2 separate regions of the Lactuca sativa genome follow, and region 2 is linked to region 1. The links are chromatin contacts, called in public Hi-C maps. All regions are on one chromosome and are shown on one strand. The core of a region is the stretch at or near the end of the contact, and the rest is flanking DNA. Distances in the headings are between cores, read along the strand shown.

Region 1 (5,195 bases), core at 1,425-3,924:
AGTTCATCGGGATGAAGATTATCAGCACATGAAAGTCGGGTGTCCATGTGAGGTGGGTTTCTAGGTCTCCATCGGTAATACCAAAGTCCAATTAGAAAAAGGTAGAGAAAAATAGTGGGTAAAATCAGTTCAGGGTATAACACGAGAATCAAGAAAAGAAAATGGATAAGAACAGTGGTGATTGGGTTTTTCCAATTGCAAATCTGATCGAACCATTTCCCGATAGCAATCATTCCACCTAAAACCCCCATCATTCTTAAGAAATTAGCTTTGCTTCGTCTCATACTCCACATGTGAGAACCCACATCCAGCATGTACTCCACTATCTCCTTCCTCAACGGTGGCTCAGCCCTGCTCAGCCGCATGGAAACAATCTGGGTCGCCTGGTGTCGCAAGCTTTCCAATTGAGCAACTGTTAATGGATGAATGTAATGCATTTTGGGTAAAAGTGGTTGAGAATACATATGCATCATGTTGAGTAAAGAAGAACATGTGAATCGAACAGCTAAATGGATCTCCCCCATTTTTTTCACTCCAGATGGGTGTAAAACAAGAAGCGGATACGAATGGGTGTAAACCCGATCCGTTTCAAGTGTTGATAAGCGGATCCGGACCTTTCCGATCCGAGAATCCCGGTTACCCCCGCCACCTGCCGCCTTGTCTCCTCCGCCTTGGAGGTGGCAGTTATCGAAAACTCCAATGGTTATCACAGTACATGGATCGAAAACTTCCCATGTATACTGTTCATTCCATTTGGGAACAAAACTGTCGATTATGGTTCGTGTTCTTACCCATTTTGTTCCATATTTAGCCACACAATATGCGTCAGTTGTTGCACGTCCGTCTTTCGTTTTCATTGGTGATAATCCATTAGCGCTCAAAATTCCAACTTCAAGAACTCCGATGCTGTTCTTCCATAGCTGTTTAGCAGTGGGTCTAAGATCGGAACTGTAATGTGTGGATTCGTCAAGAACGTGATACCCACCTTCCAAACAGACACGCATGTGAATCCTGCTAGCGAATTTCACTTCCTTCTTTTTTTCACCTTCGATGATGACATGTTTTTCGAGATTAAACCACCGGGTGTTGATCGCTTTATGGTCTAACCTCCGGTCAACATACTGTAACGGGATTGCACATCTTCCGAGGACTTCGTCTTTGTTAGGCGCGACTCTGTCTTCTACACTCAAAATCAATGGCTCTTCAAATGGTTCAGCAGCCACGAACATTAAATCTTCATTCCATAATGGGTTTATCGTCTTGCTCGTTGAGATTCTGGTTCTTAAAGCCTGGTTTCCGAGGACGGCTTTTACGTAAACTTCGGGAAATCTGGTACGATCGTTTGGGATCAAATCTTGAGCTTCGATCACATTCACTCTAAGATACCAAAGTTTCGGGGAAAGATAAACCTTTGACCGGATACTAGCGAGACCATCGGCGCTAACGGCAGCGGCGTCGGAATGCCAGGCTTCGGGGAACGCTTCATCTGCTTGCGTACCCCACCAGACTGCTAACATTAACTCGCCTTTCAGTTTGTCTCCTTTTCGATCGGATAATCGATACCACTGTGGAGCAAGAGGAGAATCCGGTGGGACTCGTTTGGGAACCTCGTTGAGATCGAATAGAACCCCACCCATGATATCGTCTTTCATAAGATCTTTATCTTTTACTGTGACTTCGAGCATTGTGGCTTGAATTCGATCTTTGGAGAAGGAGAAGACCTGGTTCCATTCCGGATTGGTTTTCTTCTCGAAATGACGAGTTGTTCCTTTGTAGTTCCCCATTCGAACCTCGACGTATGGGTCACAGCTTCCGGTGACATCTTTTGTGGGTAAATCTTTGGCTTTAACGACACGAACGTATAAGTATTGCATTTGTTCGACGAGGTCGTAGGTGCTTGTGAGCTTATCTCCGGTGACCTTACCTCCACCGAGGTGGGGTTTCGTCTCTTTGAGCGAGAAATCTTCATTTGGAGGTCTGTTCATGTTCATCATCTGGGGTTCCACCAAATTCAAAAACCAGTAAAGAATCAATCAAATAAATAGCGGAAAATGTTTAAGCAGATTTGAAAACTAAGTAATCCCCACCTGATGAAATTAAATAAAAAAAGGTATATTTGAAAGCTACAGATCTGAAAACTCTTGTCCTGAACGAAAACCATAAGAACAAAAAAAATCAAAAACCCTATAACATAAACTTGCATCCAACGAAAGGAATCAACATAGTAGAGCCACATTCACTTAAAAAACTGGAAGAAAAAAAAAAACGGATTCAAATCAAAGTGCAGAAAGACTGTTCAAGCATTATACAAATTAAGAAGAAAGTACTAGAAGCATTAATGTATAGTAGGTATATGCAGAGGATGTGTTTAGTGTATATACCTTATGAGGAGTGAAAATGACACAGAGATTTGATGAAGTAGATTCTTGGGACGATTTGCAGGAATGTTGAAGGAATTTAAACGGGGTTTGTTTGTTGTTTTGCGGAATCAATGGAGGGGGGGTTTGGTTTTTAGAGAGAGAGGGAGAGAGAAAGAAGGAGGGTTTTAGAATTTGGAGAGAGGAAAGTGAAAAGGCAAAGACAAAGGCGGTAACGGGGATGTTTGTGCGTGTGTTGTTGAAGAATCGGGGTGTGTGTCAGAGCGTGTGTTTGTCTCTTTCTCTTTTATTATACAAGACCTCAAATAGAGGCAACCAATTTACTAGGGTTAAATGTTAATAGCGTCTATCGAAGAGGTGTCATACTTATCATCTATTAATTTTATAATGTTTTTGTAACATAAGATATGACAATATGACATGTTATTCTAACATGGTTTAAGATTTGATTTTCTATTTAAAAAAATTAATTTATCAATGATAATTTTTTTTTGTTTTTTATATGTGACTAACTTTTTTATTTTTGTAAACATCTAAGTCACGAATTAATTGAAAATATTCACATATGATCATTATGATTAGATGTGATAAGTTACAGTTAGTTATAATGATCATATGTGAACAATTCCTGCAAGTTCGTTACCTAAATGTGTAAAAAAAAAGTTACCCGGATGTTAACAAAAGGAAAAGATAGTTATCATGATAAGTCGATTTCCCTTTCTATTAAGGTCGTCGATTATAATGTTTGCAATATTAATATATTCAATTAAATTTCCTTAAAACACTATTATGTCCATTTATGAGTATTTAATTTGGCCATGATATGTTGGGAGCCCATCTCTCTCTCTCTCTCACACACACACCCCCTTCGTCGGCAGCAGAAACGTCAGGTTGTGCGACATTATGATGTTGGATTTCATGTCAAGGACATACATTGAGTAATATATTTATATATTAAACAATGTGGCTATTTATTCATTAAATGAAATATGTTACACAGCTGTTCGAGGTACAGGTAGGTCACAAAAGCAAAGTACAAAAGTAAAGCATATAGAATTTGGGATGCATCATCGGGGTTACCTCTTTCTTCAATCAGATTAATTCCCCTGAGAATACATATGGTTTTGAGAGGTCAACATAATGTGTCCACATGTTTTATTGTTATAGAACGTTGTGTGTGTATTTTAGTTATCTTGTTTATCCTAAACTCGTTTCCTCGAGTTTATGTGTATTATCGCTGCTTCCTTAGGTAGGTTCCTGGTATTAGTCTAAGATAGTTAGTTTTTGTTTAACAAAGTTACGATAAGTTCCTATAATCGAGTTATGATTGTTGATCCCGAAAACCATGATGTTTCATCGGATGTCGCAAATGTGTTTAGAAAGTTATGTCTACTTCAACTTGTCGTTAGGTTGTAGCTAGCAATCATAGGTGGGAGTGTCAATCTCATATAGATTTATACATATTTCTCTCTCTCACTTAAGATTTAACGATTATAGGTCGGGAGCTAGCTGAAAATCTTTCAGCATGTTGATAAATTGTGTCTCATCTAACTCTTGTTATGGGGGCCTCTCCTGGTCGGTCGTGTTGTTATTCATGTTGTATTCATATGTATGTACTTATTATTATATATTATGTATCTTATACGTATATATAATTGGTGTGTTTTACGTAGCCGAGTATTTGGGCAGAGTAACACTAGGTACTAAGCTTATCTAAAGGGTAGCTATAATAACGATTCGAGTATCAGCGTTTCTTGGCAACTGGTCAGCATAACAACTAGGTATGATCTTATCTATCATTGTGATTTATTATAAAAACTAGGCATGATATTAGTTAAAGAGTTTGGGCAGGGTACCTACCATGCATATATGAGCATAATTATCTAACTACAGTGAGTAATAACCATGTATAATTACATTTTAACATGTATCCCCCCCTCTGGGGGGAAGTTTTGGAAAATGGGGCTGTGAACTAACCTGTAAGTTATGAAAACATTGTTGTAGGGTAAAAACCGAAAGTCAACACTTCGAGAGGTGCTCAGGGCAGTGACACGAGAATCCATGTAGAGAGAGAACGAGTGTGAGGGGTGAGGAAATGATCTTTTGAAGCTTGATATCTATAACAAGTTTTGGAGTGTGTGCCAAACTTTTGAACGTGAGCCACATGGGGGGGTGCCACATTTCGCCATCTCCTCGTGCCACGTCATCCCGTATCCATACGGATCGACTGTCAGAATGCGTGCAGCGCATTGCGAGCGAGCACGCATGGCAGTAAAAATTCAACTTTGAAATTCCATAAACCCTCGCATACGAACTCCATTCTCAACGACTCTTATATATTAGTGTAAGTCTCGTCCTTCTCTACAACTTCCCTTTTGGTCGTTTGTTTAGTTTCGACTTTCATTTTTTCGACTAGTTTTTATTACCGTTATGATTTTATAAAAATCATAATTCTCTTGTACGACTTCCGTTTTAGGTGTTCTTTGCCTTATAATTCCTACTTTAAGTAGTACTATGATTGCCTAGTTGGTGACTTTTTCCCAAAGTCAACCATTTTGTAACATCCCAAAAATCAAGGTAAAAGTTTTATTTTTGAAACCAATCCAAAACCATAAGTATTTACAAAACTTAGTTTCCAAAATTCATAAACATGAATCAGAGTATCCCAAAATCATAATCTCATACAAATCAAGGATGATGTGCATGATCAAGCCTTCGTCTTGCCCTTATCCTCTGAAGTACCATAAATCATAAATTCAAACTGTAAGTCAAAGCTTAGTGAGTTCCCCCAAAGTACCACACACACACACTACATAG
Region 2 (5,195 bases), core at 1,841-4,340, 180 kb after region 1:
TGCAGACATAATCATATGTAGTCCTACATATTTACCAGACTAGGATATCGACAACTAGCATAATCATGCGTATCTATTCCATACTCAACATATCAGCGATCAACATGATATCAAACTAATGGCCTGACCTTGGTGCTTTCGACCCGTAAGTACAGTGAGGAAGAACTCACCTCACAGCCTGAACAGCAGCTGATGAGGTCCCGACTCCGAATCTCAGCTCTAACTATCCCAAATGATCAATCACAATCAAAATCCAAAAATAACCAAAATACCCGTAGGCCAAACTTGGTAAAAGTGAAAGTCAAATTGGTCAAACCAACCGAGTCAACCCAAACGAGTCAATCCAGCCGAGTCAGCTCAGAATGAGTACGTGGGGCGTACTCCGAAGGTATGCTGGGCGTACTCGCATGTTGACCACCACCAGGGTGGTTGACCTTGTATGCTGGGCGTACTCCAAGTACGTGAGGTGTACTCCCAGAAGCTCCAAAACTCATTAAGTGCTTAATAGATTAAGCACTCACATCTATTTTTCAGATCCATGGCTAAAATACCCTCTAAAGTCATAAAGTTTCCAACTTTATGACTTTTCATGTCCATTAAGAGTTTAACTCAACTTCTTAATCCATTAAGATCTTCTAAATGATGCATGGAACAAAAACCAACCATTTGAAACCCATTTTTATGACTCAAGACCCCTCCAAGGGTCTGAAAGGACAACTTAATAGGTCAAGAACATGCTTTGTTCACAAAACACCACATTTGGGACAAAAGAACCTAAAACCAAGCCCAAAACAAGATCTACAAGAAATTACACGAAGTCCAGAACTTGATATCTTAAAATGGTGCCAAAAGTTGGTGTGATATTGGATCCAGAGAGCTTCACTCCTTCAAGGTGATATCCTCTTCCTTCCTTCTTCTTCAAAAGCAGAAAACACACACACTCAAGCTTAGAAATGCTTCACAAGAGGGATTAGGGTTGCAAAAACGTTTCAAGAGGGTGGAGGCTGATGAGGTGAGGGAAAATGTGGCTACAATGGGGTTTAAATATGAGCCAAACCCTAAAAACCAGGGTTTGCATTCCTGACACGTACGCCCTGCGTACCTATGTACGCCCCGCGTACACACATACGCATGGCGTACTCCCTAACCTTTCCAAATTACGAAAATGCCACTAGGGCTTCCATTGTACACTTATTTTCTACTTATGGACCAAAATGCAATATAATTAAATTATAAGGTTAAAATTTGAAATACTTTATCATCGGGATGTTACACTCCAAATTCTCAAAGTTAGGCAACACAAGTTGCCTCATTTTTAAAGCAATTAAAATTTTTTCTTTCTAAAAGAAAAGTTCATAGGTAAAGTGAGAAAAGTTTTGAAATTCGTCGGTCATCCAAAGCTCATCTAGAGCTAATAGCGATAAGAACAAGCATGAAGCTACTTCAAATGATGCTTGTTATAACTATGACGAAACTGACCACTTTGCTAAAAACTGCAAATATAAGTGGTTTGGATCCAATGCAGACTTTTATGGAGCCAAATATAAAAGACAAACAACCTAATCATTATATACTTATAAAAGAAACATTTTTCCTTTCACCACATTCATTTAAAACTCCCATTCATTTTTCCTTTCACCACATTCATTTGAAACTCCCATGACTTTTGAATTTATTTCTAATAATGATTATAAGTTAGTTAATAAGGTTAAATAAATATAAAATCTAAAGTGTTTTTAACTTTTAACATATCATACTTATTTTATTAGGTCTAATATATTGTTGTTTGAACAACTTGTATAAAATACTAAAATTGTTAATTTAAATATAACCTTACAGGATCAACTTAAATATAAATTTTAATTCAACTTAAGCAACCAAAAAAATATTTTGTAAATAGTTAAAAGTGATAAATTGTAGTGACTTTCTGATGATGATTATAAGTTGGATAATAAGGTTAAATAAGTATCAAACATAAAGTGTAATCATAAATAAACTAAATTTTAATATTAAAATAATATTTTTACTTCTACTTATAAACTTATGTCTTTAATTTTTAACACATTATACATAATTTATTATATTTAATATGTTGTTGTATGTAAACAATTATCAGTTTAAAACTACAATTTTTGAAAGGTTTGGACAAAATACTTGAAATTTTAATTTAAATATAATATTACAGGGTCAACTTCAATATAAATTTCAGTTCCACTTGAAAAACCTAAAGAATATTTTGTGAATAGTTAAAAGTGATAAATTATAATGCTAAATGCAAAATTTAAATTGTAATATCAATTTAACTAAAATACTATTTCCTAAGGATATTTTTATAATCGTTAAAAGTTTTCAAATAAGTAGCTTAAAATAACTTATAATAACAATAGTTAAAAATAACTCTATATAAATGATTATATTGTTACCTTTAAAATAAAATAAAATTGTTTAATGTTTTAAATAATTGCAATGAGAGAAATTAAAAAGTTAAACAAATAAATTTTAAAAAATTAATTAACAATAACAAAAACTATAAATAACATTAAACCATATATTATATTTAATTTTATTAATGAGCAACTTGCGGGTAGATGTCATTCAAAAGATTAAAATTATGCAATTTTAATAGATGTATATATTATCATATAATTTAAAATAATCAGTATATTATATCAACGTGGTATACGAATTATTATATCAAATTTGACAACATTATTGTTTTATTTAAAAAAACATATATTTGTAAAAATGCCAGCTATATAATTGCTTCTGCACAACGCGCGGACATTCGCCTAGTACTCCATAAAATAGCACAACCAAAGTTCTTTATTTAAAAATGCTTGCAAATTCGTTTGTTTATAAGACTTAGGTGGGAGTTTCAGAACTTACGAAAAGTTTGAATACACAAGCGAATTCATGACGAAAATTAATGAGTTTTTCTTGTTAAGAAATCCGGTGAATTCCTTTATTTTTTTTTTCTCAATTTAAATGGTTATTTTGTAAAAATATATTTTTATATTTAATATTATTTACACGACATAACATAAAAGAGGTTCTGAATTTGGCCAAGATTTTAAAACACCCTATTTTCAATGATCCATCGTTAATCAATAACCATCAAAAAGTCTCCCATTTTGACCTCCTACCAATTTGCTATTTGCCACATACCAACCCTTGTGATCCTTCCTTGCCCCTCTTCACTCACACACCCTTCGAATCCTCTTACAAATTCATCACCAAGATCCAATTCCCCCCGATTCCTCCACCACCATGGCAGACACAACAGCACCACCGGGGCAACCCTCAACACCATCACAACCATCTGTATACATACACCCCCGACGGGAGCCCTTCGAGCATGGCCTCATCCCTTTACCGAAACTCATTTTCACCGATGGTTCACAAACCCTAACCTCCCTCCGTGACAAATTGCTACAATTTCCTTCTACCAACAATCAACACCATCGAATTAACTCCGCCGTTGTTTCTGAATCCCTACAGATCTCCCCCGAACACGCCCGCCTTGTCCTTGACATAATTGCGTCCGTTCTTCACTCTGATTCGGACCCGCTCGTTTCCGCGAAACCGGATGAGGTTGATGCCGTTGGTGTCAATGTGTATGATCTGATCATTTTCTTGTATATACAGTCGTACAAGCGGTTGCTTCCTAGAGGACATAAGGATTCTGCTGCGGTTGCGGATGTTTGGCCATCTACTTCGGCTTTTGATGGCTTTTTATCGGCGCTTACGCCGTTACAGGTGATTTAATTGATTTTTTTTTCTGGTTTATATATTAGTTATAAACTGCCAATTTCGTGTATCTCCATTCTATCCTGTTAAGATACTGCTTGTCCGTGAAATAATGCTCTAGATGTGATAAAATTTAAAGCTATAATTTGGAATTTAAAGCGAAGGAACATAATGTATTTATTCTATAGATATTATCTGCTTTAGTTTTTTTTAACAACATTAAGCTACCTTATAACATGATAACATACATGCTTTATGGCAAGTTAAAATTGGTTTGCCACTTCATAAGACTCCTAGAAATTGTAACCAGTGGTTGGGTCTTTGAAAATTGTTCAAGATGCTCCATTATTGCCCCAATTTTTCTAGAACTGATTAAGTGAGTACCTTTCTATGTGATGAAGTTTATCAGAGAATTAATTTGATATAAAGAAGCTTCAAGTTCATAGTTATTGCACCACATTTCTGAAAACATGTCCTTACCAGAATGATGTCTGTCAGGAAACTAAATATGCATAATGCATCTTGCAATCCTAAAATTGAAGAAGTGTGCCTCCATTTTTGGTTGTACTACTAGACTACTAGTAGACAGCAGTATTTATTTTTTCCTTGTATTAATATCAAGATAGAAGCAATCAATTCATATAAATAATTAACACAATGTTGAGGTGGTTGGAGCTATTTTATGAAATTCCAACAAACCTACATACTCAAGTGATTATGTATGCAACAGCAACACTGACATAATCAATTAATCATCAATCATCATGTTTCAATGATCAGCTTGTTCGCAGCAATAGCAGGAGGTCAATGCCATCACAAGCTGATGAAGAAGCTCATCAGTTAAATTACTTACAGAAACATTTAGGCAACATAATCTCTCTTCTGTCTGACTCTGTTGAAGGTGAAGGCGAAGGAGAAGATTCAATGGTCTGTGAATCATTCTACCCAAACACACCTCATCTTCTTACTCTATTAACATTCTGCAAAATCTTATCTTGCTTCAAAGTTTGCAGGTTTTGTCAATGGAGAAATTTGAGCATCTTGGGTTCCTTCTCTACTTTGGTGAAAAAGGATTTGAGAAGCTTCCCTTGAGCCAAAACGCGCCTTTTTTTGCAAACTCAGATCCTGATATGCCAGCTGCCCCTGTTCCTGCATCTCAAGTTCATGATTGGATTCTACAAAACATTTCTGATGCTTTAGAGCGTATCTCTGAAAGAGCTGCTGCTAAAGAGAATGGTCAAACCAGTCCCTCTGACCAAGATGTTCTCATGACTGATGCCTCACCTAACTTCAAGTCATCCACAAGTGCTAAAGGTCCAAGTTTTATAGAGGGAATTTCCAAACAATCATATGTAAAACAAGCTTCTGAAATCAATGGATCTTTTGTCAAGGTTGTAAATTGCCATGAATCTGTTATCTATGTCTTGGCTCCTTTGAAATATGCCACC

The links. A called contact is a pair of places that touch in the nucleus more often than the background predicts.
Region 2: a Hi-C map of seed shows a contact between it and region 1, with 9 times the contacts expected there. The contact joins the promoter of LOC111897883 here to the promoter of LOC111897885 in region 1. A contact is called at or near these places in 4 of 4 Hi-C or Micro-C datasets (bud, leaf and seed).

What each region holds. Positions count from the first base shown.
Region 1 is chr5:332,618,914-332,624,108 of Lsat_Salinas_v11, forward strand. LOC111897885 (FT-interacting protein 3) reads right to left here and starts at 2,675. Exons shown (of 3, transcript XM_023893831.2): 1 at 2,382-2,675; 2 at 2,088-2,146; 3 at 1-1,994. The coding sequence starts at 1,994.
Region 2 is chr5:332,798,586-332,803,780 of Lsat_Salinas_v11, forward strand. LOC111897883 reads left to right here and starts at 3,091. Exons shown (of 8, transcript XM_023893829.3): 1 at 3,091-3,756; 2 at 4,528-4,674; 3 at 4,761-5,195. The coding sequence starts at 3,268.